Linked DNA regions of Mus musculus: region 2 is linked to region 1. Evidence: chromatin contacts called from public promoter capture Hi-C data. All regions are on one chromosome and are shown on one strand. Each heading gives the region's core, a stretch centred on a gene start, on an enhancer-like site or on the middle of the called end of the contact. The rest is flanking DNA. Distances are from core to core; before and after follow the strand shown. Region 1 holds the start of Sln (sarcolipin). Region 2 holds the start of Sh2d7 (SH2 domain containing 7).

Region 1 (3,357 bases), core at 274-2,773:
TCCCTTTTTATTCTTAATTTTTATTACATTCATTTATGTATGCAGCTGGTGCAGGAGACACACGTGTGTCACAGTGCACATTCAGGGATCAGAGAACAAGTTTCAGGAGTTAGTTCTCTCTTTCCTCCCAAGGCACCCAGAGATAGAACTCGGGTTATCAAGCTTGGCAGCAAGTGCAATCTTGCTAACCCCTTCCCTTTTAATTATCTCTCTTTCAGCCCTTAGCATGATGTACATTGTCAATTGCCAGTGAAAACCTTTACAAAAAACCAGCTGTCTGAGAGAGAGAATAAGCAGAAGAAAATTAGTGGGTAGCAGAAGAGAACAGAATGTTCATGAGTGTTCAGAGAGAGGAGGAAGGCTTGTTAAATGAAATGCTTACAGCAAAGGCATCCTGAATATGGACCCTCAAGACCACATATTGGAAAGCTCTGGCCACCAACAGTAGAATGGGTGCAATTGTGGCATTCACATTCATTTGAATGCCGTGGAGTGAAGAAAATATATGACCTCTAGCTACAGAGCAAGATGAAAGGATCTCACACCATACCTGTGGGATGAAAGGAGGATTTGCAGGAGGAGCTGAGAATGTGACTCCATTTACACAGAGGCAAGCACCAGGAACACAACTAAGGGTGGTAAATGTTCAAAACAAGGAAGGACAGTCAAGCTCCACACTTGGGGGCAGAAGGCAGGAGGGAAATGATTTGGAATGGACTTCTGGGGTACCGCCAACGATCTGTTTCTTGGTAAATGATAGTTATCTGGTGTTTCTTAAAATTCATGTTTCAGCTGCCTGCATCTTTTGCACTCTTCCATTTTTCCAGCCTCTCTGGCTACAGGCTGAGCACCAAACGTCTCTTTCCTCTGGCTTAACCTTTGCTCTTTCTTGTACTTTTGATGAAAACCTTAATTATTTGTTGTTTTGTATATTTTTAAATGAATAGAGCTCCAATTTGATGAGTTCCCTGTGGGTGCAGTTCTGTCAAGGTATATGGCAATTCAGTCTGGGATCTTACTTTCACACACATCCACACCCTTTGGGAAGAATGAGCAGAGTTAAGTGGCTATTCAATCACCCATGTTCTATGTCTCTGCTATGAGCCCACACACGAGCTGTGGCTTCCTCTTTTGCCTTCTCTATGAGCCAAAATGGTTGTCCTGTGCATGAACCAAAGCCTTACAAACCAGCAACAAACTGTGCAAGAAATTTGACATTGGTTTTCTTCTCAGATGTGGAAAAATTATATAAAACTAGAAAAATAGAAAATACATATCAAAGAAAAACAGGAATCAATATTCAGTTTGCAGCTTAGGAAATGCCCTATATTGTGATTACCTGTTCCACTGAGAAATATAAGCATTAGTTAACATTTTAATTTGAAAACTGCACACAGAGAGAGACAGAGACAGGAATAGATTGCTAAGTACGAAGTCTTGCTGTTACCTGAAGAGGAGCAGGGGCACACTCAGGCTACCAAGGACCTCAGTCTCTCCACCTCCAGCTGTCTCCCCGGCTGTCTGAGCTCCTGGACTCTGGGCAGGGCCTAATGTAGTCTGAGGGAAGTGACAATCACTGTGATGTCACTGGTGAGACATCTCAAAGGGACAAGCTCCAAAGGTTTCCAGCCAATTTGTACTGGGGGGGGGGGGCATAGAAATATGGTAGCAAGGGCTCTGCTCCTTTGGCTGCCAATTTAAATGAACAACACAGGGATATGAAAGCTCTTGTTTCCGGCCTACTTTTGATGTAGTGGTGTGGGATTTTAAATCCATCTTTTACCTCTTTATAAATGTCTCAATCATATGTTCAGAACATCATAAAGCAAGAGTAATAGACCAGTTTTAACAAATAGCTATCTTCACTACTCGACATGTGAAGCTATGAAAATGTGATTTCACGTCATCACCCCTATCACTAGCTGTTTGCAATGTGGAGAATTCTCTGCCTTGTTCCCACATTCCCACACCGAGCTCCAGAACCCCTTAAGTCTCCCTCAAAACTGACTTTTGTCCTAGCCATAGAAGTTATCCCCTTCCCAACCCCATCTCCTGCTTCACATCAAAGCAATGCCCAGCAAGTTCACGCGTTCAGCTGATTTCTCCTGAAACAGCCATGGGAGCCAGAGCTTGTATCCTTGTCAGTTAAACTAGCATAGCAGTAAAACAGACTGCAAAAACCCAGTCATTTGGCTAAATGGGGCTTAGAAGTTAACCTGGTCGAAACGAGTAGGAATGTGAGTTCTAGACTAGATAGAAATATCTAGGATATATCATTTTTATTTCCTTTGTGTTGTATTTTATGAATATGAATATTTTGCCTGCATGAAAGTGTATAACTGTGTGCATCACATGTGTGTACAGAAGCCTGGGAGGTTGGAGGCGTGCATTGTCCAGTCCCAGACAATTGTAAGCCACTGTGTGGGTACTAGGATTCGAACCCTAGACCAATGATGGAACACCTAGTGCTCTTAACAACTGAGTCATCTCACCAGCCCGTAGAATATATCTTAAAGGAATGAAATGGCACCATTTTCAACAACAAACACTGGCTCAAATCAGACAAGGACGAGTTTGTAACAAATCAGATTTGAGGAAGTAAGTGAAGTCTCTACCATGTTTAAGTGGATTTGAAAGCCATCAACCAAGGAATCTAAATATGACCCCAGTAACTGTACTGCTCAGTAAATCTTGTCTTTAAGAACAGTAGATTAAATCTCCCCTGACAGTCCCCACTTAGGGTCCATAAAAATAGGTCATGCCCAGAGGCAGGGGCAAACACAACTCTCTGCATGCTTGTATCCACGGTCAAGCCTTTCTCGCCATCCCTACCGCCCCAGAGGCGCCAACAAAAGGAGGATTTTCCATTCCATCTCTTTATTTCAACATGAGCCCTTCGAAGGGTGGTCTAATTACAACATTCTGTCACCACTTGTCTTGTAAAACGATAGCTTGCTGAAGTGACAGATAGAGAATATTAATTATAGCACAATCGAACGTTGGCTGTTATCTGTTGCCATCTGGCAAACCCTGTAACCGTAGTCAGATTTCTGTCTTCTGCCTCCCTCCAAGCTTTTGCCAGCTTGCTTCAAATGCTTGGGAATGTTTTCCTAGTCACCAAGCCACAGCTGTCCTTTTTCTAGCTGTTCAAAATTATTATTTGTCCATTTTAAAAGCAACGCTTTCAGTGTAACATATTTAAAAACATAAATGTACAAGAAATTTTGATTTCCACTAATGTGGGCATGATAGTCGGTAAAGGTGCTTGCTGCCCAGTCTGATAACCTGAGTTCAATCCCAAGATCCACATGGTAGAAGAAGAGAACCAACTCTCACATGTCCATACACATATTCACA
Region 2 (3,592 bases), core at 926-3,425, 680 kb before region 1:
TAGTCTTATAGCCTTACATTACTAAGACCTAAGATCTTTAGTCTTATAGCCTTACATTACTAAGACCCAAGATCTTCATACCCAACCAATGCTGTGGGTTGTCACAGCCTTCACACCTCCAGACTGCCTCCAGTTCTCCCTCCTTAAGCACTCTGCCTGGATCCCTTCTTTGTTCTCAGACTTCTCATCTATGGCTATCCTTTTCCCAGAGATTTGTCTGGCTGCACCCAAGGATCTGTGACTCTCAAAATCTTGTACTTACGCTCATGCCAGTCCACTTAGTAGAAAGACTTTATACCCAACCATGCCCTCTTCCCACTAGCAAGCCTGTTCCTCTGCCACTGGACTTAGAGTTCATCTGCACCCACCGGGAAGATGTTTCATCTGGCTCCCTTCATCCCTTTGAAGGCTGCAGCAACATCCCTGGCTGATAGTGTTGGTGCTCTGAAAGGGTTGGCCAAGCAGAGGATGACTGAACTATGGCGTCAGGGCCCAGAGAAAACCAGATAGTGGGTTTCTGAACCTCTGTGCTCATCAGCAGGTTCTGGGTTATGGAACCCCTAGGCTACCTGTCTCTTCATAGAGGGCTTCCCACTTACCTATAAGACAAGATGTAGCCGACAGCCCGGTCACTGAGGCGGATGAGGAAGGAACCGAGGGCTTTGTCCCTGAGTAGCTGCTCTGTTTGCCTGGACAGAGGACACACCATTAACTGGGACCTGTACCCTCACAGTAACCAAGCAGCCTGAATTGGATCTGCTTCAGGATCCTTTCAGACAGTGGCCTAGAGTTCTAAATTGAGACAGATTTTCAGCCCTTGATAGAGAACCTTCTGAGCTCTTTGACTGACTCTGAGGCCTTCAAGGTGCAGTCTGTGGTTGGTTCTGGCTCAAGTGAGCAAACTAAAGACAGTCTGTCGTTGAATGTGAGTCCCCAGGCGACAGGCACCTTCCACCCTGCAATGTAGCCTTGTCAGCAGGAGCAATAGACACAACCTGCAGCTTCCAGCTCTCTATTCAGATAACTGTATAGAAAGAACTATACCAGGAACTTTCACATCAGTAGGGATCCCTGTCTTGGGACTAAGTGTGTAGTTGTGCAAGAGGCACACTACATAAGAGTGTCTGTAGCAAAGAGCTGCTGTTGTGTCTCAAGCTTGGTTACAAGAGGAGCTTAAAAAAAATCACTACCATCCCTTCGGGTCCTTCTACATGATACCAAGTGTTTTTGAGGTACAATGGAAAATTCTAGTATTTTTTTCCTTTGGCTTGGAAGAACACAGATCATATAATTCCTTACCCACTTACTCACCAAATACATCACTACATCACTAGAACTACCTTCATAATTTTCAGGGATCTGTGCCAAATGAATATATGGGACCCCTTATTTCCAAACAAAGGGCATCAAGACATAACACAGAGCATTAAGACAGCTGCAGGTCCCCTGAACACAGCCTCGTGTGGTCCGCAAAGCTGTCCCCGGTGCTGTGTTAGACACTGGGTCAGGACCTGGTTGGTGGGCTTTGTTTCTCATTCCTTTTTCCATCTAGTACTTGGGAAGCTTGAAGATCTCTCTCAACCACAATGCCAAGTCTCACATCCTTGCCTCTATGCCAGGATAATCATGTGTCTAGGTTTCCTGGACAGTTTTCTACCTCAATTACAATAACATTCCAGTGCTGGCACATGGCATGGTCTTCTAACTTTCACCAAGATACTCAGAACTCATCTAAACATGCCTAGCTCCTACTCAGTCCACTGTGGTTCTTCCCACAGCTGCAACTACCCAAGATCCCGCTAGGCAAATGCCCTCCATATGTGCCTTCAAAAGCTTCTACAATCTGTCCCTTCTACCCCAGGGTCCTGCTTAGTGAGGGAAAGGTCAGGAGCCCAAGGTTCTGGAGTCCTTGGGCCATATTCCCAGCCCTGAGGAGCTGCAGATCATGCTGGTCTTGTGGTCAGGGGCAGCCTTACTTGCGAGTGATGAATCCATGAAACCAGGGGGGCAGAACTCCATTCTGTAGGATAGAGGGGGCCTGTGTCTCCATGAACCACTTCAGAGCCAGCTCTTGGATTTCAGCCAAGGCCCGCCCACCCCCTGCCTCCTCCAGTGCCTTGCCCAGATGGAGCTGCTCTGGGCCGCCCTCCATCCTGGTGAGCACTGATGATATGTGAATCCTGATGGCTGCAGTCCTTTATATCTATGCGTGATGCAGCTCATTTGCCTGTGCTCACACCCTTCTCAATGCCCGTGGCACACAGGAGTCCTATTAGATGGCTCTCCTGTGTGAAGCTTTGGGACCAGGCATTTTGGCTGCTAGAGTCACTAGCAGGAGGCTATCGTAGCAGCCTGGTAAGGATCAGGCAGGATTTCCATGATCTCTGGGCCAGCAGAAAAGCTGATGCCTGTGACCTCTTTTTTCCCAACCTCCAGTCTTTGCCTCAGTGGAAAAGCAGACATAAGATGCAGTCACAGCACTGCCCCTGTGAACAGAGCTCTGGATTTAAATTCACTGTATCCTTCCTTCACTGGGGCTTTTGTGTTTTGGTGGGGAAATTCCATGCTGATTAATTTTACCTTTTACTTCAGATTGTATCAGGTACCTGCTGTGTACCATATAAATCTGGGAACAAGACAACTCTCTGTGTGGTGTGTGTGTGTGTGTGTGTGTGTGTGTGTGTGTGTGTGTGAGAGAGAGAGAGAGAGAGAGAGAGAGAGAGAGAATGAGAGAGAAAGAGAGAAAGCGCTCACTCACGTGCGCACACACACACACACACACACACAGGTATTTACCCATGCATAAGTCTGGAAATTAGAGGTTGATATCGGGTGTCTTCCTCTATTGGTGTCCACCTTACTTTTTGAGATAGAGTCTCTCATTGAACCTGGAACTGCTGTTTCAGGTAGGCTGTCTGGCCAGCAAGTTCCTGGGATTCCTGTCTCCGCCTCTCAGTGTGTCCAGCTTTTATGTGGGTGCTGAGGCTACAAATTCAGGTCTTCATGCTTGTGAAGCAAGCACTTTACCTGACAAGTCATCTCCACACTCCCAGAGAAGCACTTACTACTAATGGCAGTAGATAAACAATAAATGTGTGTGATTGCTTGTGTAACACCACACCAGATGAGCCCAGCCTGCGGGGAGCAGGGAGATGGAGACAGAGTGTGTTGGCTGCATGTCATGGGTAGTAGTCAGTCTTGCCCAAGAGTGACCATGGATCTTTGAAGGAGGAAGCCAAGTACCTGGTGAGGAAAGACTGTTGCCAACTATGGGGAAAGTAATTCAATGACAGGATTTTGGCATCCATTTAGGGCAGGCGGTAGAACACTTTATTCACACAAATATTCCCAATCCTGGTGTCAGCATTCTACAGCAGAAACTGAAGCTGAGGTGGCAGAAGCATTAGCACCGCCCCCCCCCCCCCCAGACATGGGTTAGAATCCCAATTCTATCACATTTTGGCCTAGGGTATCAGAAGGTTGTTGAGCCATTGGAGATAGCTCGGTTTCCTCATACACTGGGAATTAGAGGCTATTGTTTGGCTCCGGGGCCGTTATAATGAGTAGGAGCAAAGCGGTAAAGGATGAAAGA

The links. Promoter capture Hi-C pulls out the DNA fragments that hold promoters and counts their contacts.
Region 2: a promoter capture Hi-C map of embryonic stem cells shows a contact between it and region 1, with 2.2 times the contacts expected there. The contact joins the promoter of Sh2d7 here to the promoter of Sln in region 1. A contact is called at or near these places in 3 of 39 promoter capture datasets (the 3T3-L1 cell line, embryonic stem cells and hippocampal neurons).

What each region holds. Positions count from the first base shown.
Region 1 is chr9:53,848,417-53,851,773 of GRCm38.p6, reverse strand. Sln (sarcolipin) reads right to left here and starts at 1,523. Exons shown (of 2, transcript NM_025540.2): 1 at 1,448-1,523.
Region 2 is chr9:54,532,706-54,536,297 of GRCm38.p6, reverse strand. Sh2d7 (SH2 domain containing 7) reads right to left here and starts at 2,175. Exons shown (of 6, transcript NM_173778.4): 1 at 1,977-2,175; 2 at 600-689. The coding sequence starts at 2,152.